Regions from separate parts of the Mus musculus genome. Here region 1 is linked to region 2. The links are chromatin contacts, called in public Hi-C maps. All regions are on one chromosome and are shown on one strand. Each heading gives the region's core, a stretch centred on a gene start, on an enhancer-like site or on the middle of the called end of the contact. The rest is flanking DNA. Distances are from core to core; before and after follow the strand shown. Region 1 holds the start of Syngr1 (synaptogyrin 1). Region 2 overlaps Sun2 (Sad1 and UNC84 domain containing 2).

Region 1 (4,319 bases), core at 1,487-3,986, 360 kb before region 2:
CATGGGGAAGTATGGGGCTACCAGACCCCACAGTAGATGCAAAAACGTGAGGGCAGAGAGAAGGCGTGGGGGCCTGCTCCAGAATGTGTTGAAGATGTCTATACAGCACAGACTATTCAAAAAGATGGAACAGAAACAACGCGGCACATCATGAAATTTACCATTTCTTCTATTTCATTCTTTCTCACCCCACCCAACCCCACCCAACCCACCCCAATCCACCCTACCGGAGCTGAACCAGGGCCTTACACTTGTTAGGCAGGTGGTCTACCACTGGCCACAACCCTAGTCCCCTCTTCACCTGAAGTGTGTACTTCAATGGTATTATGTATCCCACATTGCTGTCCAATAATGAGCAGGTAATACTTCAGTAATCAGGTAGGGGTGCAAAACTCTTTATCTTCCTTTCAGGCAGTCTCCTGTAGCCCAAGCTGGCAATTTGCTATCTACCTTAGGTTGGCCTTGAACTCTGATCCTTCTTCCTCTACCTCCTGAGTACAGACAGTACAGGCATGCACCACTGCTCAAAGCCTTTCTTGTGGGGCCGGGGGTGGGGGGGGAGGCTTTTTTGAGACTCAGTTTCTTTGTGTAGCCCTGCCTGTCCTAAAACTCACTCTGTAGACCAGGCTGGCCTTGATCTCAGGTATCCACCTGCCTCAGTCTCCAAGTGCTGGGATTAAAGGTGTGCACCACCACTGCCCCAGGACCAAAGCTTTTTTTTTTTTTTTTTAATCTAGATTTTAAAAACATTTTTTTTTCCCCTCTAAATGCCATTGCTAAAAATATAGAGCACCTGGGATCCAGGTGTGGGAGCAGGGCCTGAAGGTCGGGTCGGGAAGGGCTTGGGGCTGGGCTTCATCACCTTTACAACCTTCCCAGTCTGGAAACTACAGGAGTTGCCATCTCCTCTGCATCAGAAGCCCAGTCCTCTGGTGACAGGAAGACTTGAATTCCAAGGCTTGCCTGCCTTTCCCAAGATCCATGAGTGGGTGCTAGATCTAGTTCATTTTTCTCCCTCCTGCTGGGCATGTCCTCCTTTGACCCTGATGTGAAGTGTAGGTCCTCTGTGTCCCACTAGAACCAACATGACATCACCTCCACGAAGCACATCCATGCCACAGCAGGGAGACCTCTGGTCCTGGCTCCCTCTCTAGTAGGACTGTGGGCTCCCTGAGCATCAGGACCGAGCCTGAGCCTGAGTCATGCTGCCCTCCCTCCCTTCCCTCCCCTCCGGGCCTGGCAGACTCAATAAAGCTTTGCTAAATGAAGCCATCACCGGTAGAAATGACCCAAGCAGAAGGAACGCCCACGCCCCCTCACAAAGCTTGTGTTTCCAACATCCCAGCCAGGGGCTCCAGAGAGGTCAGAGGAAGCAGCGCACCTGAGCAGGCAGGTGCCTCCAGGGTTCCCGTTTTACCTAGGGCCTGCAGGGGCATCTGAGAGCTGGGGAGGGCCAAGAATGAATAAATCCGGTGTCACAAACCCTCGCGGATATAGCTGGGCTGCACGGCCATGAAGAGTAACAGAAACAAGGCTCCCCACAAGAAGGAAACGTAAAAGATCCCCGTAAGACCAGAATTAATCTCAAGCCATTCCACGCATCAGATCCTGAAATGGCCCTGAAAACGAGGAAAGGAGGGCACCTCTGCAAGCCCGGGTCACAGCTGACTTCGGTTATTAGCCCCCAGGGGTCCGTGACCCGTGTCACCAATGCAGGCTCTTCTGGTCTTAGCACAACAGGAATGGACCCCCAGATCTACAGGGGCAAGACCCTCCATGAAGCCAGCCAACCCCAGAGCCTACAGGCCTCCTCACCCTGGGGTGCAAGGCCTCCTGAGCCACTCCTTCAAGATGTTTCTGCCCCACCCCCCAGGTTTGAGCTGAGCCCCACTCAGCACTGGGGGACCTGCACGGACTAGGTGGGCTAAAGATTGCGAACAAACAGACTTCTCTGCTCTCTATTGCATGGAAGGAACCTTTCTCCAGACCACATTTAGAATCCACTCAGGTGTTTGTTAGGGATCGGAGAGTTGCGGATTCATAAAATGTCAGAGCCCAAAGGGGCCTGGCTCCTCCCACCCCTATAAATCGAGAAACTGAGGCATGACATAAGAGGTGACGCTCCCCACCCAGATCCGAACTGAATCCCTCGTATCTTTTTTGGGGTGGTTCCCTGCCCAAGGTCACGCGGCAAAACAGATGCGGGTCTTGACGGAACCCAAAAATCCAGGCTCCAGACTCAGAGCTCCGCAGCGTACAGAGTGAGCAACAAAATCTAGTTCCAGGTCCTCGCCCCGAAAGCGCGCGGCAGGTGCAGCAGTGCGCCCTAGAAAAAGATCCACGCCCTGATCCGCGCCCCCCAATAAGCGGCCTTAAACTTGGGCTCCGTCCCCACCGACGCACGAGAACCTAGCCGCTAAGTGTAAAGCAGCGACAGCCTGGAGGTCTCGGCGATGGGACTGAGGACCTCGGTGACAGGGGCCGTGATCCGCTTGTGTCAGCAGGGCCGCCCGGGCCAGGTGAGGTCGCGTCGGTGTCCGGCGCCCCGCGCCCCAGCCCGCCTTGCTGTGTCCTTACCCAAGACACGACGCGCAGGATGGTGTGTGGCTGCCTCACCAGGGTGTAGGGGTCGAAGGCGCCCCCGGCTTTGCCCGCTCCGTACGCACCCCCTTCCATCGTGGCTGCACCGCGCGGCGCCCCCCGCTCGGCGCGCGCCGCCGACCCGTGCGCGTGCGCGGCGCCCCCGCCCCCTCCCCTGCGCTCGGCTAGTGCTTGCCGGGGCTCCCGCCAGGGGGCGTCCGTGCACGGCAGGTGCAGCTCCCCGAAGCTCGCGCTCAGAAAGCGGGTGCTTCTTGGGGTCCCGGTGTGGGGCGCGCTCCCAGCCAGCGGGGTGACCTCTTTGCAAAATAGCGCGTGATCAGGGTGTGGACAGAGAGTGCAGCCGCATCCCCGCTTTCGGAAGCCCTCTGAGATGTAGTTCTTCAGGAAACTCTTTTTGTTATGTATTTATTTATTTATTCATTTGCCTCTTTCCTTTCGCTCTCTGCTTCAAATAAAGGGAAGGGGCTCCGTTTGATCGTACAGTGGCTCATTGAACGCGTCCGTAGGTCGCTGGCTGCAGTAATGACCCTCTCTAAGAGATCTGCACAGCCTTCTCGGGCCCCCAGAACCACCTAGCCGCCGAGCTCCACCGATGATGTCATGCACGCGCCCCCTGACCTGGAAGGCGCTGTAAGGGAGGCAAAAGCTGGGAAAAAAACAGACCTGAGACTCCCTTCCCCTTCCACCACAGCTCCCGATCCCTTTCCTTAATCCAATAATTAATTATGTACTTATTTCTTCCGTTGTCTCCTCTGTCTGTGTGCTCCTGCTGGTCAGGTTTTGTTTATATCCAAAGGCCTCACAAACAGTAGGTGGTCAATAAATATACTCTACCCCCTCCCAACCCCAACATAGTTGGCCCTTTGGGGCTCTTGGGGGCTTTTTTTGTTTGTTTGTTTGTTTTTTGTTTTTTTCGAGACAGGGTTTCTCTGTATAGCCCTGGCTCTCCTGGAACTCTGTAGACCAGGCTGGCCTCGAACTCAGAAATCCGCCTGCCTCTGCCTCCTGAGTGCTGGGATTAAAGGCGTGCACCACCACGCCCGGCTCTCTCGGGGGCTTTTGTCGTTGTTTTTATTTGTTGTTTTTGTTTTGTTTTTGAGACAGAGTGGCTTGTAGAGGCCGGCCTCTGGAATTCACCGGGAGGAGGGGGATGGGTTTTGAATTTCTATTCCTCCTGCTGCTTTATCCCTGTGATGGAGTTTCAGGTCTGAGGCAGCTGTTATACTATGATCCTATAAAACGTCTAGAGGAAAACAAGGGAAGATCTTTATAACTTTGTACATTGGAAGACTTTTTTTCATTTTTATTTTCTCTTTGTCTTGTATTAGTGTCTGCCTGCATGTTCATATGAGCATCGTATAAATGCATTGCCTGAGGAGGTGAGAAGAGGGTGTGGGATTCCCTAGACCTGGAGCTCTACAGACCTTTGTGGGTCACTGTGTGGGAATCAAACTCTGGTCCACTGCAAGGACAAGTGCTCTTAACTGCTAAATTCACTGTATAGCCCGTGTTCAGTTCAAACTCGGGACAGTCCCATGTCCTGAGATCACAGGCATTAGCCATCACATCTAACAAAGCATTTTCCCTGAAGCACAAAACTGTGTGGTCAGGAGGTTCCTGGGCTGAGCAGCCAGCACCGGTACTTACTACAAGTCCTTGAATGTTGTACAAATATCCTCCTCTTGCCCATATGTACCTTGTCCTGAGTTCTATGGCAC
Region 2 (4,776 bases), core at 1,970-4,469:
ATTCCAGAATTCTTTCTCCTTCCAGATGTCCCACATTCTATTTCCTGCCTAAGCCATAGGCCATAGCCTTTTTAATTGACAGGTGACGCATCCATACAATCCACAAGATACTATCTGTACACACATGCTTACACCACATACAAGAACATGGCACACACACAAACCTATTGGTCTTAGCAGGGCATGGTGGCTCACACCTGTAGTCCTGGCACTTGGGAGGATACGGCAGGAGAATCACATATTTGCAGCCTGGGCTACATAGTAAACTGCAGGAGAGTCTGGACTGAGTGAGATCCTTTTTCAATGAAACAACCCCCACCCTCCCAAACTCTTAGTTCTCTAGTGAAGTGAACTTCGCCTGTATCAGCTGAATTAAGCTTGCCACATATTAAATATGTTCTAGCACAGTATGATCTTATTTCTTAAAATTATGGCATATTCTGTCATCTGCAAATTCCTTTTAAAACTGACTCCTGAAGAGATGGGGGCAATTCAGTCCTGGGCCACCTTTCATGTGACAAGGGGAAGCAAGGCCAGCAGAGCACAGCCAGGATCTGCTTGTGGGCAGACTCAGTGAAGACGCTGCTTGGAGATGTGATGGTGGGGCGGGCTGGGCGGGCTGGGAATGGGAGCCTGTGCTTGCTGCCTTGGGAGTTGTGCAAGCATGTTTAAAAGAGAATGCCTACAACCCAAGACCTCTGCCCCAAAGTCCTTTGCCCTTTAAAGGACAGTTGGTAGATTGTGTTTTGTAATTTCCCTTGGCAAAGATTTTGTTGTTTGGCCAACAGTTGTCCTCATATTCATGACATACTATCAGGTGCACCGTTCGTTAGCTCTGAATGGCTGTTACTACAGCTTCTCTAGGGCATTCGTTTAAATGAGGAAAATGCAAACCTTTTAAACCGTTTCCTCTTTGGTATAATTATCTATGGAAGAGAAAAGCAGGTGAAAGCCAAAAGCTGCCTCCCCCACCTTATACAGCTCATGGGGGGGCTTCCTAGCTGGGCCCCTGTGACCATCCTACAGATTCACAACATTTTCCTGGCCAGTCCCTGTGCTCACACTCCCTCTCCCAGCTGTGTTTCCCTCCACGTGGGGATCTGATGGTGACAACATGTTGAGGGGGGCTGGAGGTGGGGGAGCCCTCCTGCAATGCATGCCCAGGATCTCCTGCCAGATGCTGCAGCTACCAGCCATGTCCCAGCTGGTTTTGCCCTGTTTGTGTTTCCCTAGAGAGACTTTCACTACCACTGGCTGTCCTGGAACTCCCTCTGTAGAACAGGCTGGCCTTGAACTCATAAAGACCCACTTGCTCTGCCTCCCGAGTGCTGGGATTAACAGCCTGTGTCACTATGCCCAGCTGCCCTATCCCAGCTGTTCCAGTGGCCATACTCGGGAAGCCTGTGGTGTGCTGCCCTGGGCCCATGCTCTGTCTTTCCTCTGGCCCACCAGGCTGAGCATCGCATACTCGGGAAGCCTGTGGTGTGCTGCCCTGGGCCCATGCTCTGTCTTTCCTCCGGCCCACCAGGCTGAGCAGCGCATACTCGGGAAGCCTGTGGTGTGCTGCCCTGGGCCCATGCTCTGTCTTTCCTCTGGCCCACCAGGCTGAGCAGCGCATACTCGGGAAGCCTGTGGTGTGCTGCCCTGGGCCCATGCTCTGTCTTTCCTCTGGCCCACCAGGCTGAGCAGCGCATACTCTGGAAGCCTGTGGTGTGCTGCCCTGGGCCCATGCTCTGTCTTTCCTCCGGCCCACCAGGCTGAGCAGCGCATACTCGGGAAGCCTGTGGTGTGCTGCCCTGGGCCCATGCTCTGTCTTTCCTCTGGCCCACCAGGCTGAGCAGCACATACTCGGGAAGCCTGTGGTGTGCTGCCCTGGGCCCATGCTCTGTCTTTCCTCTGGCCCACCAGGCTGAGCAGCGCATACTCGGGAAGCCTGTGGTGTGCTGCCCTGGGCCCATGCTCTGTCTTTCCGGCCCACCAGGCTGAGCAGCGCATACTCGGGAAGCCTGTGGTGTGCTGCCCTGGGCCCATGCTCTGTCTTTCCTCTGGCCCACCAGGCTGAGCAGCGCATACTCGGGAAGCCTGTGGTGTGCTGCCCTGGGCCCATGCTCTGTCTTTCCGGCCCACCAGGCTGAGCAGCGCGTTCTCTCCCGGGTTCACTCTCTGGAGCGGCGTCTGGAAGCCCTTGCTGCAGACTTTTCCTCCAACTGGCAGAAGGAGGCCATACGGCTGGAACGCCTGGAGCTGCGGCAGGGGGCTGCTGGCCATGGAGGAGGCAGTAGCCTGAGCCATGAAGATGCCCTGTCTCTCCTAGAAGGGTTGGTGAGCCGCCGCGAGGCTACCCTGAAGGAGGACTTGCGCAGGGACACAGTGGCTCATATCCAGGTGGGAGAACATTGTTGCCTGGAGGTGGGGTGGCACATTTCATAAAGGCAATGCCATAGAAAACCCTGACAGTCATGTGGGATGTAGGAGGCCCCATGGGGCCCGGGGGAGATGGTAGTGTGTCACTTAGGGCCATTTGCCAGGTGCCCTGTCAAGATGAAGATGATCCGTCTTCCATGGTGAGAGACGTGTCAGGCACAGGTGGTATTCCTTGTATTTCAGAGCCTTGTAGATAAGACCAGGAGCTGAAACTCCCGGAAAAAACCCTAGAAGGAACCCAGTTAGACCATGTCTAGTCACAAGTATTCCGAGGGCAGCTGTCAAACCCTCTTGGTGTGGTGGTGCACACCTTTAATCCCAACACTTCACTTAGGTAGAAGCAGGGAGATCTCTGAGTTCAAGGCCAGCCTTGTCTACAGAGGGAGTTCTGGGATAGTCATAACTATATAGAGAGATGCTGCCTCAAAAGAAAACAAGAAGAAGAAGAAGAAAAAAAAAACACCCAAAACAACCAGTCCTCATATCTGGTAGGAAGAATTGGCTACCCTGAGGGCAGAGCATCACCAAGACTCGGAAGATCTCTTCAAGAAGATCGTCCAGGCCTCTCAGGTCAGTGGGCTAGGCATGCAGCCCTGCACTGGGATCTCACCCAATTACATCTGTCCTTGGTTCTACCATGGATACTGCTGGGATGTTGAGTAGAGGGGGGTGGGATAGTCTCATGCCTTCTCTGGGGCCTGAACTTGCCTTGGACAGACGGTCCACAGTGACCCCGGGATGTGCATGGTGCAAGGGTGGTGTCTGTGCTGAGTGTGTTGTGCTCAGTGAACATAACCTAGGTGGGAATGAGTCTGATAAGGGCTGAGACTCACAGGACTTCCCCTGCTTTGATCTTTGCTGAAAGCGCTGGGGCACCCGTTCAAGGTCGTGGTTAAGCAAACACTCCCATGTAGAACTCTCAGACTTCTCTGAACTCATCTTGGCTTATTCTTGCCCTTTCTTGCTGCTCTTAGGAGTCCGAAGCCCGAGTCCAGCAGCTGAAGACAGAATGGAAAAGGTAATGGCAGCCACCTGGCCATGGCCTGCTCTGCCACCCCGTTAGGGTTCTGCCTGGTTGACTGAGACTTAGCTTAGGATCCTGCCTATGGCCTCTACGGTACAAGGCAGGTTGGTAAGGCCTTGGGGAGGCAGGGACAGGCACGGCAGTGAAACTGGAGCCTGTGGGCTGGTCTTTTCTGTATGCCTTCTGCTCTTATGACCTAGATGTGAAGGCATGGCAGGCTGTGGCATTGTGAACTGTGCTGTCCAAGCCTACAGAGAATCAGGTCAGAATTAGCTGTGAGACAGGCAAACCCAAGCTCCTGGGCTGTGTTCTACTGCCAGACTCCAAGGGCAGCCCTGGCACTTCACACACAGTGATGGGCTTCCAGCTTATGACAGGAGTCAGTCAGGGGTCCCTCATCCTTCCTCAGTGTGGCCTTACCTTGCTTCCCTCCATCTGGAACTAGCATGACCCAGGAGGCCTTCCAGGAGAGCTCTGTGAAGGAGCTGGGACGGCTGGAAGCCCAGCTGGCCAGCCTGCGGCAGGAGCTGGCTGCCCTGACTCTGAAGCAGAACTCGGTGGCAGATGAAGTGGGCCTGCTGCCACAGAAGATCCAGGCTGCCAGGGCTGATGTGAGCGGGAAGTACCCAGAGCCCTACTAATCACCTCCCCTCTGAGACCACCTGCCTGGGAGGGGGCATCTGTCAGCTGGAGCAGCGTCTTTGGCCTGTTGTTCTAGAGGCGCATGCATGGCTGATCTGATGCAGGCCTAGGCTCTTGGGGAAAATGCTTTCCAATCCCAGTCTCTGTTCCCTGGAGAGTTCCTAGCCTCTAACACCTCTCTCAGGGGCTCCAGCCTTCCCTTCCAGCTCTGCTTCCTCCTCCAGTGACAGCCCACCCACCCTGTCATAGCTGCCCCTGCCATTAGTGCAAGCTTCTGAGTGACACTGCCTTTGTCTGTAGGTGGAATCCCAGTTCCCTGACTGGATCAGGCAGTTCCTTCTTGGAGACAGGGGTGCGCGCAGCGGGCTCCTGCAGAGAGATGAGATGCACGCTCAGCTGCAGGAGCTGGAGAACAAGATCCTTACCAAGATGGCTGAGATGCAGGGCAAGTCAGCCAGGGAGGCCGCAGCGTCCCTGGGACAGATACTGCAGAAAGAAGGCATAGTTGGGGTGACAGAGGAGGTAAGGGATGACTGTTCCCCCAACACGCTGCCTCTCCCCTGGAAGTCTCACACTGCCAGCTCTTCATGTGTGTTAGGACATGATAGACCCTCCTGGCTGGAGGTTCAGGTGTAGATTCTGGGCTCAGTGTGTGTGGGTGGTGGAATGAACAAAGCCTGCTTGGG

Evidence for each region. Hi-C and Micro-C count contacts between places; a contact is called where the count stands out from the background.
Region 1: a contact with region 2 is called in a Hi-C map of memory CD8 T cells, with 6 times the contacts expected there. The contact joins the promoter of Syngr1 here to the enhancer-like site in region 2. A contact is called at or near these places in 7 of 39 promoter capture datasets (the 3T3-L1 cell line, 3T3-L1-derived adipocytes, the C10 cell line and 3 more), 3 of 484 Hi-C or Micro-C datasets (CD4 T cells, the HPC-7 cell line and memory CD8 T cells), 12 of 115 datasets of contacts at active chromatin or transcription factors (the SCID.adh cell line, T-cell acute lymphoblastic leukemia, astrocytes and 9 more) and 2 of 9 other capture datasets (embryonic stem cells and pancreatic islet).

The regions. Positions count from the first base shown.
Region 1 is chr15:80,089,751-80,094,069 of GRCm38.p6, reverse strand. Syngr1 (synaptogyrin 1) reads right to left here and starts at 2,736. Exons shown (of 4, transcript NM_207708.1): 1 at 2,578-2,736. The coding sequence starts at 2,676. It overlaps Gm31134 (predicted gene, 31134), which reads left to right and starts at 2,236. Exons shown (of 2, transcript NR_168675.1): 1 at 2,236-2,519; 2 at 3,059-3,337.
Region 2 is chr15:79,727,699-79,732,474 of GRCm38.p6, reverse strand. Sun2 (Sad1 and UNC84 domain containing 2) reads left to right here. Exons shown (of 18, transcript NM_001205345.1): 9 at 2,131-2,385; 10 at 2,917-2,994; 11 at 3,399-3,442; 12 at 3,894-4,059; 13 at 4,391-4,612. Among named protein-coding and RNA genes, the nearest start is that of Sun2, 12 kb to the left of the region's middle. Within about 2 kb of position 3,219, at least 39 of the 459 cell types and tissues checked have an H3K27ac peak or open chromatin away from gene starts, as enhancers often do. A contact at or near this core is called in 3T3-L1-derived adipocytes, the SCID.adh cell line and memory CD8 T cells, where this site is marked.